Linked DNA regions of Ovis aries: region 1 is linked to region 2. The links are chromatin contacts, called in public Hi-C maps. All regions are on one chromosome and are shown on one strand. Each heading gives the region's core, a stretch centred on a gene start, on an enhancer-like site or on the middle of the called end of the contact. The rest is flanking DNA. Distances are from core to core; before and after follow the strand shown. Region 1 holds the start of DIPK2A (divergent protein kinase domain 2A). Region 2 has its middle 320 kb from the start of DIPK2A.

Region 1 (4,865 bases), core at 1,232-3,731, 320 kb after region 2:
ATCTATTGCTCAAAGAGAAAAGGCAGCTTAAACGGAAAAAGTTTTAAATCAAAATGTACGCATTAAATATGGGCTTAGACTTTAGAGGCTGACTAATTTTGTAACTACCAAATAATTTCTTCAAGAGAAGTTTAACCAGTTTTATATCCTATTCACTGATAAGAGAGCACCATTTAACATACAATCTGTACTTCAAATGACCCATTACATACATCCTATGACTCCTTAAAATTTACTACAGTTTTGTTTGAGGCAAATACTTATTTTGTGTTAAAATTATTTGGCTACACTAATCAAACGATGCTGGTTTCTTTTGGCTAAGTTGGGCAGCGAAAAACTTGAGAAAAATAAGCCATATAAATGAATACTGGACATTTCTATACATGCACTTTAGATTTAAAAATAAATGCAACCCTGTACAAACCTCCTAGCCATTGGTGACATTCTTAGCAGCGCAGAGAGGGCGTGAAATATATTAAAATTACTTGGGAATAGTTTTATGTCATGTTCCCCCTGCCCCCACCCTTTGTATCTGAAATACAGCACAATTGGTGTGGGGAAGGAGCAAGGTTAACTTTCCCTGCGGTTAAGAGAGATCACACCCCCACAGTTGCAACCACTGTCCAAGGACACCGCACTAAAGGCGAATGGGAGTGTGTATAAACTCAGTCACTTTCCCCAAGGTAAACACAGTTTTGAGGAATTCTGTTTTCTTTTTTGGCTTCACCGCCAGTAAAAAGATCACAGCCTATCTCTAAGTCACGAGAGAGCCAATACGTCAACTAGGAGAGAGGTGACTCTTCTTTCCCCGTTTCTTGCCCTGGCCTAACACTTCATCTCCTCCCTGCGGCCAAATTACCAAACGAGCAGAGAAGGTCACCAACCGGATCAGCATGAAAATGTCCGTCCTGGCACCCTCGCAGTCTCAACTCCAACGTGCCTTATTTTTTTTTCTTTCTAATCCCAACCAAAGCACACGACTCAAGAATGAACCCCACCCCGACCATGGTCCCCATTTTCCAACCTCATCCTCCCAGTCTGGCTGCCCTGATGATGTGCCAGGTGAATGAGCTAAGGAATAAAACAAAGACAGACTTCGGGGCCGAAGTTAGGGCAGCCGGCGCGGGGTACTAGAGAGCAAGAAACACTTGAGAACTAAGAAAAAGGTCCAATGGCTCGTGAGCAGACTGCGCCGCGGAAGCGCAAGCCCGGGCGGATCAAAGCAGAAAGGCAGGGAGGGAGAAGAGCCCCAGGAAACTGGCCAAATAGACATTTGGGGAGCGAACGAGAGACTCGCTCCCTCTGGCGTTGAGGGATCCGCAGTCGGAGAGGAGATGCGCCCGCGTCCAGCTGACCGGAGCCGACTCACCCTTAGGCGGGTCGCCCTTCGCGACCCCGCACTGCGCCCGGGGTCCCCCTGCGCCGCCTTCTTCCCACGCCCGCCGCCGCGCCGCGCCGGGTCCAGACAGGGCGACCGGCGCGGGCGGGGCCGCTTCTCCCGACTCCCGTTCCCCGTGCGGCCCTCCCGGCAGGACACTCCCAACCGGAACCCCGCGCCTACCTGTAGCACCAGCGGCTCGGGGTTGAAGGCCAGGGTCAGCAGCAGCTGCATGCGCTCCGAGTCCTTGAGGTTGCGGAGCAGGAAGCTGCCCGAGTCCTTGGTCTCGGCATAGCGGCGCACCAGGCGGTCGAGCAGGCGCTGCGAGGGGCAGTGCACCAGGTCGGACCAGCCCTCCACCGCCTCCGGCGTGAGCAGCCGCACGTCGCCGTTGAGGCGCGCGAACTCGGTGCGGGGCATGGCCTGGAGCAGGTCGCAGCGGGGCCGGCCGGTGGCCCGCTTGCAGATGCTCTGGTCGAGCTGCGCCAGCTCGCGCTGCGAGCCGAGGCGCTTGAGCACCACTCGGCGGCGGCCGCCCTCGCGGGGCTCGCCGTACTGCGCGAAGTAGACGTTCTTCACGTTGAGGAAGTCCAGCAGGCGCAGGCGGCCCCACGCCTCGAACACCACCTGCCCGTTGAGGAAGCGGCGGCACCAGCTAGTTCCGAAACACGCCGGGCACTTATTGAGCTGCAGGAAGCGCCGGTCGGCCAGCTCGTTGCGCTGCCAGGAGGCGAGCAGCGACGGCGAGTGCAGCACCATCAGCACCAACAGGCTGCCCAGCGCCGCCAGCTTCAGCGAGCGGGACAGGCGGCCCAGCTTCGGGGGCACCAGGCGCCACATCCCGCCCGCCGCCCGTCCGCCAGCACCCGGAGGGCGAGGGCACCCCCGGGGCGCCCCCGCCGCGCCGAAACCCGGAGAGCGACCGGCAGGGGCCCCCGAGCGAAAGAAGGAGCAAGGCGCGCGGGCTGGGGCGGGAAGCGGAGTAGGTGTGTAAGAGAGACGGAGAGCGGGAAGCAGCCGGCCCGAGCAGGCTGCGACTTCTCCCAGTCACTAGTCTCCACAACTCTCGAGCTCCCTCCTCCGAGCTCCCCGCCCTCCGACTCCGGCGGCGCCTCCTCCAAGCCAGTCAAGTTATACAGCAACGGGAGGAGGGAGGGAGCGCGGGGACTCGACGGCCGCGCGCCCGCTTCCGCCGTGCGCGCACGCGCACCACTCGCTGGGGGCGCGAGAGCTGCTGCGGAGGTGGCCGCCTGCGGGACGAGCAGGGTCTCTGAGAAAAGGAGGGACTCACGGAAGGGGAAGAGAAGCTGGAATGACTCACACCGAAAAGTAGCAACAGTGTAGGAAGGTGGGAAGGATGAGGTGCCCGCGCGTCCCTGACGCCTCACGCCCCGGTTCGTGCGCGCTGACTCTCCAGAGGGAGAGCGAGGGGGCAGGGGGGCGGGGCTGGGGGCGGAGCTAGCGCGCCGCCGAGAGCGCGTCGGCGTGGGCTCCCGGGGGCAGCTTTGTGGTGGGGGGAGGGTTGCTCCACGGGGCGGAGCTCGAGCTTTTGGAGGCGGGGTAAACTCGCGAGCTCCTGTAGTGAAATTATTTAATACTTTTAGTAACAGTTACTCTTTTGAGATTGTTGCCTTTTTCCTGGGACCTGTTTTTCGCCGTTGTGGAAAGTCACCTAAGGGGAAAAAAATAAAGGACGCGCAGAAGCCTATTGCAAGCCCCTGCCCTCCGCACGGCGCGCCCGGGGTGGAGGCCGAGTAGGCGGGGCGGCTGGCTCTCCGGGCCTTATATGGGTGGGGGCGCGCGCCCGGGGGCGGGGCGGGGCGAGGCGAGGCCGCGGCGGGAGCTCGCCTTCCCCCGGTCCCGCGCGCCGCTCACTCCGGGGGCGGGCCTGCGAGGAAAACGTGGGAGAAGGCGTGAGTTGTGGCGGGACTGTTTAGGGGCTTCACCTTCGGCATCTGTCGCGTCTGTGACAGCATCTTAAATTAAAGCTGAGTGGTAACCAGAAAAGAGAAGTCTGCGAGGCAGCGTCATAAAAAATGGCAAAATAGGATGAAGAGAGAACAGACGCGGCCTGGCGTCTCCAGGAAATCTGCCCTAGCCACTGCGAAAGAGCTGGGACTAGCAGCTAATTTGCTCCCGCCAGCTTCCCCAGCCGGTTTCCTTCCACTGAAGGCGTTTTCTTCAACTCCGGGGAGTCTGTCCCAGGGCCTCCCTTGAGGCGCGGGCGGGCCCTCGCTTCCCCCCTCGGACTCAGGCCTGCCCCAAGAGCCGCGACGCGTTGCTGTGACAGTAGCCATGGGGACCCGAGCTGCCTGGTGCTCCACACCTGCACCTTGGCTCAGCTTCATGCCACGACTGCAAAAATAACTCGGAAATCTAGCTCCAGCACCTGATTTTGGTAGAAGTTTAAGGGAACCCAGACTCTACAGTAGCTGAAATATGCAGTTATACTGCTTTTCAGTTATAGCGCTAAAGTAATTAAAATGAGTAGTTTTTCTGATGGACAAGTGATTCCTTATGCAGTGTTAAAACATCTGGGTTTTAGCCGAGTTAATGATAGGGATTGAACAGTGATGTTTAGGAGACCCATTCATTGGCATATAGAAATCAACTCTGCTAAGACTGAAGCTAAGTCGCTTCAGTCGTGTCCGACTCTGTGTGACCCCATAGACAGCAGCCCACCAGGCTCCCCTGTCCCTGGGATTCTCCAGGCTTAAAGAGAAAAGTCTACTGCTTTCTTTGTGGTGTTCTCAACACTGTTTACTTGTAAAAGGAAGAGCTATATTCCAGAAGTACTGTTGTAGTCAGTGTTTTGACCTTCCTGATACAAGAATTCAAACTTTGGGGGAAAAAACATACTTGTACAATTAATAAATATATTCAGCGTAGAAGTGACTATTAAATGATGTTACACTGATTCCAGACAAATTGGGCGGTTTTAGTTCTTCCAGTTTGTGCAAAGTGACTGCTGAGGAAGTTTGATAACGCTAAGGATTTTTTGAAGCCTTTGGCAGTAACTTAACTTACTTTCAGAGCATCCCATAACTTCATGAAATGTAGAATTCAATTAATACTAGAGGATATATGTGGAATTGCTTTAAAACAATAAAAACACTACATATATTTTATATTTTTATTTAGAGTGAATGATTCCATTGGAATTATTGCCAGTGATTAAACTGAGAGAACTGAGGTATAATGCAAGACTATTCCTGGAGGAGGGAGTGGAAACCCATGCCACTATTCTTGCCAGGAGAATCCCATGGACAGAAGAGCCTGGTGCAGCACAGTCCACAGGGTCACAAAAGTCAGACATGACTGAAGCAACTGAGCAGGCACCCAAGACTTATCTAGAGGATTCAGCCCAGCTCACTCGCTCAGTCGTGTCCTACTCTTTGCGACCCCATGAATTGCAACACGCCAGGCCTCCCGGTTCATCACCAACTCCCGGAGTTCACTCAGACTCATGTCCATCGAGTCAGTGATG
Region 2 (4,613 bases), core at 2,041-4,540:
TGCAGTGATTTTGGAGCCCCAAAAAATAAAGTCTGACACTGTTTCCACTGTTTCCCCATTCATTTCCGATGAAGTGATGGGACCAGATGCCATGATCTTCGTTTTCTGAATGTTGAACTTTAGGCCAACTTTTCACTCTCCACTTTCACTTTCATCAAGAGGCTTTTTAGGTCCTCTTCACTTTCTGCCATAAGGGTGGTGTCATCTGCATATCTGAGGTGATTGATATTTCTCCCGGAAGTCTTGATTCCAGCTTGTTTTTCTTCCAGTCCAGCATTTCTCATGATGTACTCTGCATATAAGTTAAATAAGTAGGGTGACAATATACAGCCTTGACGTACTCCTTTTCCTATTTGGAACCAGTCTGTTGTTCCATGTCCAGTTCTAACTGCTGCTTCCTGACCTGCATACAGATTTCTCAAGAGGCAGGTCAGGTGGTCTGGTATTCTCATCTATATACATGTTTAAATGCTATTCTCTCAAATCATCCCACTCTCACCTTCTCCCATAGTCCAAAAGTCTGTTCCCTACATCTGTGTCTCTTTTGCTGCCTTGTATATAGGATCGTTGTTACTATCTTTCTAAATTCCATATATGTGTGTTAGTATACTGTTGGTGTTTCTCTTTGTAACTTACTTCACTCTGTATAATGGGCTCCAGCTTCATCCACCTCATTAGAACTGACTCAAATATGTTCTTTCTTACAGCTGAGTAATATCCCATTCTGTACATGTACCACAACATCCTTATCCATTCATCTGCTGATGGACATCAAGGTTGCTTCCATGTACTAGTTATTGTAAGAAAGGCTACAATGAACAGTGGGGTACATGTGACTCTTTCAGTTCTGGTTTCCTCAGTGTGTATGCCCAGCAGTGCGATTGCTGGGTTGTATGACACCTATATTTCCAGTTTTTTAAGGAATCTCCACACTATCACCCTAGTTTGTACCAGTTTGCATTCCCACCAGCAGAGTAAGAAGGTTCCCTTTTCTCCACACCCTCTCCAGCATTTATTGTTTGTAGACATTTTTTTTTATTCTAGTCATTCTGACCAGTATGAGATGATACCTCATTGCAGTTTTGATTTGCTTTTCTCCAGTAATGAGTGATGTTGAGCATCTTTTCATGTGTTTATTAGCCATCTGAATGTCTTTTTTGGAGAAATGTCTGCTACTTCCTTGGCCCACTTTTTGATTGTTTTTTTTTTTTCTTTTATTGAGCTGCATGAGCAAGCAATAGTATTTTTATGATGAAAAATTGATATAGACTGGGTGTATACCCAGAAAAGGTGAAAACTCAAATTTAAAAAGATACATAAACCCCAATGTTCATAGAAGCACTATTTACAATAGCCAATGCATGGAAGTAACTTAGGTGTCCATCAACAGATGAATGGATAAAGAAGGTATGGTACATTATACAATGGAATACTACTCAGCCACACAAAGGATGAATCACACTATATGAAGCAACATGGATGGACCTAAAGATTATCATGGAGAAGGCAACGGCACCCCACTCCAGTACTCTTGCCTGGAAAATCCCAGGGACAGAGGAGCCTGGTGGGCGGCAGTCCATGGGGTCGCTAGAGTCAGACACAACTGAGCAAATTCACTTTCACTTTTCACTTTCATGCATTGGAGAAGGAAATGGCAACCCACTCCAGTGTTCTTGCCTGGAGAATCCCAGGGATGGGGGAGCCTGGTGGGCTGCTGTCTATGGGGTCACACAGAGTCGGACACGACTGAAGTGATTTAGCAGAGATTATCATACTAAGTGAAGTGAGAGAGAGAGAAGAATATCATGATATCACTTATATGTGGAACCTAAAAAATATATATATAAATGAACTACCTTATTTATACAACAGAAACAGACTCACAGACATAGAAAACAAACTTATGGTTACCAAATGAAAATTGGAAGGTAGAAGGATAAATTAGGAGTTAGGGATTAGCAAAAACACACTAGTATATATATGAAATAGATAAACCACAAGGACCTACTGTATAGTACAGGGAACTATATTCAATATCTTGTAATAAACTGTAATGGAAATGAATCTGAAAAAGGATAAATAGATAACTAGATTGATAGATAGATGTAGCTGAATTGCTTTGTTGTCCACCTGAAACTAACATAACATTACAAATCAACTGCATTTCAATTTTAAAAATTAATATAGATTTTCAATTTATAATGCATCAAGTTAGTTAATATTTTCCTTTATCATTAGCCATAAAAGTCCTATGTTAAATGACTCTATGTATGTGAGTTCTTATTATATTATTACATGACATCACACTAACTATTAATAACATGCTGTAACTCTCAAAATCCCCAAGGCATATTGGTAGAATGAGAAAGCCAAGGAGAGTTGGAGGTTACCAACAAGGTCTCCACACTTCAGAACCAGCAGCAGCACAAAAACACCAGTCCCTTCACATATTTCTAACATCTCCACAGCCAAGGGAGGCAATACACCAAATTGATTCTGAAGGCAAAAATGAGTGTCACTGGGGGAATAAAATTGGGAAAAAATTATTAGCATGGAGGAGCATCTGCTGCCATCACAATGAAATACAGGCACATAGACCATTTTAAAATTACAAGATTCACAACAATGAAACTAATGTATGGACAGAAAACCCAGTAACTGTCTCTGCGTACCCGTGCCCTCTAGCTGCTTGCTAACATCCTTATCCCAGACCTGTGAATCACTAAAACGGCTGCAAAAATTGCCAAAATAACCTCTGAGAAGCAGATGGTTATGAAGGCTTCTGTCCAGATGCCAGAATCCCATATGCTTGCCAATCTGTGTTTCCAGCATGCACCATTATATTTAAAATTATATTTTTCCTTTTCCTGCCATGTTCACTCTACCATAATTAACAAGGTTCTAATACTTTTCCAGAAAACAAGATACAACACAGCCTGTTTGCCTTCCTTCTATAAATAGAAATGTTAAAAGCAAGGGTTGGACACACATTCAACTTAGGTTGCAACTCAACTATTTGGGACCCACATTAGTGGTCTTCATAGAGTCTTTTATATCATTTTTCATTTCAACCAAGTCATTGTCTCCCCTAAGCTCTCCCAATACCACGGTACTAAGAAGGCTGCTCCTTAATTCTTTTCCAAGTCTACTAGGAAAAAAAAAAAAGAAGAACAGTTTCTTATTATGGAGTTTTTATTATACAAACCAAGAAGGGGAACAGTAAGAAGCAAATTCTCTAGTTTAGAACAATGTGCAGAGTTCTCAAGCCAGCAATGCTTGGCTCACATACCCCACACATCATGACAGCCAAACCTTTGGCACCATCTCAGAGGCTAAGCTTTTAGATACCAAAACAAAGCACTTTGATCAGCACCCAAGGTTTCATGTCACAGTGAGAACTGAAATATTTCCCAAATCCAACTTGACCCTTTGAGGAGCTCAGCAAAACAATACCATTGTTCAGAGGTCAGTCTTTCCAACAATCAGTTTTTCTATTGACTTGTTTACTTGCCTCTAGACCAGAATACCCACCCCCTCCAGGGTCTGGCATCACTGGATGTGGAAAATGTCCAGAATTTCACAAATTGTCTATTTTCACAACAGTCAATTTGGCATATTTACATGCTCCAATGTAGAGCTTTGAAACTACCAATCATTATAAACAGCATTCTCTCACATTTCTCTTATGTTATTTTCCCAGGAATCTCTTATGTTATTTTCCCAGGTATCTCTTACATTATTTTCCCTGTGTACCATACCTATGATATTGGAAAGGAAATATCCTTAAACATTCAGCCTTTCCACAACAACAAAAAGAAGCTTAAATTTATTTCAGTGAATATTTTGGAGTTGTAGAACAGTGCGTTAATTTTATTAGCAAATCTGAAACAATATTGTTGTTTTATTTGTCTGTTTGATGCAGGGAAGCCGATATTTTTGAAAAATTTAGATTACATTAAGATATGTGAATCTGAATCAGCAATTTAAAAGTAAGTATTATGACATTTTAATTACATGTTAATGGTTAAACCTTGGAAGTGATGCTGATTTAAGTCAAAATAACTTTTGAGAGTGTTTTTCTTGCCTGCAGCTATCTGGATACCTGACAGGAAGGAAATGGGAAAAGAGAATAAAAAGAGAATAAGTTCTAACTAAAAAATCTAATGAGTTGTGAGTCTGGGTTTTTTTGTTGTTAATTTGCATTAGGGTTGATAATAGCAATGGAAAGATGTAGGTGCAGTAGGCAACGTTTGGACACGTGAGCATGCAGGCTACTATGGTTGCAATTGTTTTACAAAAGTGTCAACACTGAGGATGAAAAATTAACGACCAACACTGTAATGCACAATTTCTGTCTACATGTATGCCATTGCTTCCACTGTCACATGATCTTATATTTAGGTTCTGTTGAACTCCAGAGGAAGGAAGGAAAGGAGGGAGGGAGGGAGGAAGAAGCTGAGAAATTCAGTAAGATTAGATGAAAACACCAAAATCCCAGAACATCTTTTTCTCAGTATTTCTTCTTCCGAAGGAAAGAGAGGAAAACTACAGAAATAGATGAAAATATTTACTTTGAGAAACTAACAATAATGGGTTAAAGGCAAAGATTCATT

Evidence for each region. Hi-C and Micro-C count contacts between places; a contact is called where the count stands out from the background.
Region 1: a contact with region 2 is called in a Hi-C map of liver, with 5 times the contacts expected there. The contact joins the promoter of DIPK2A here to the enhancer-like site in region 2. A contact is called at or near these places in 2 of 16 Hi-C or Micro-C datasets (hypothalamus and liver).

Annotation. Positions count from the first base shown.
Region 1 is chr1:245,521,204-245,526,068 of ARS-UI_Ramb_v3.0, forward strand. DIPK2A (divergent protein kinase domain 2A) reads right to left here and starts at 2,482. Exons shown (of 3, transcript XM_027959602.2): 1 at 1,562-2,482. The coding sequence starts at 2,218.
Region 2 is chr1:245,204,916-245,209,528 of ARS-UI_Ramb_v3.0, forward strand. No RefSeq gene overlaps it. Among named protein-coding and RNA genes, the nearest start is that of DIPK2A, 320 kb to the right of the region's middle. Within about 2 kb of position 3,291, at least 14 of the 54 cell types and tissues checked have an H3K27ac peak or open chromatin away from gene starts, as enhancers often do. A contact at or near this core is called in hypothalamus and liver, where this site is marked.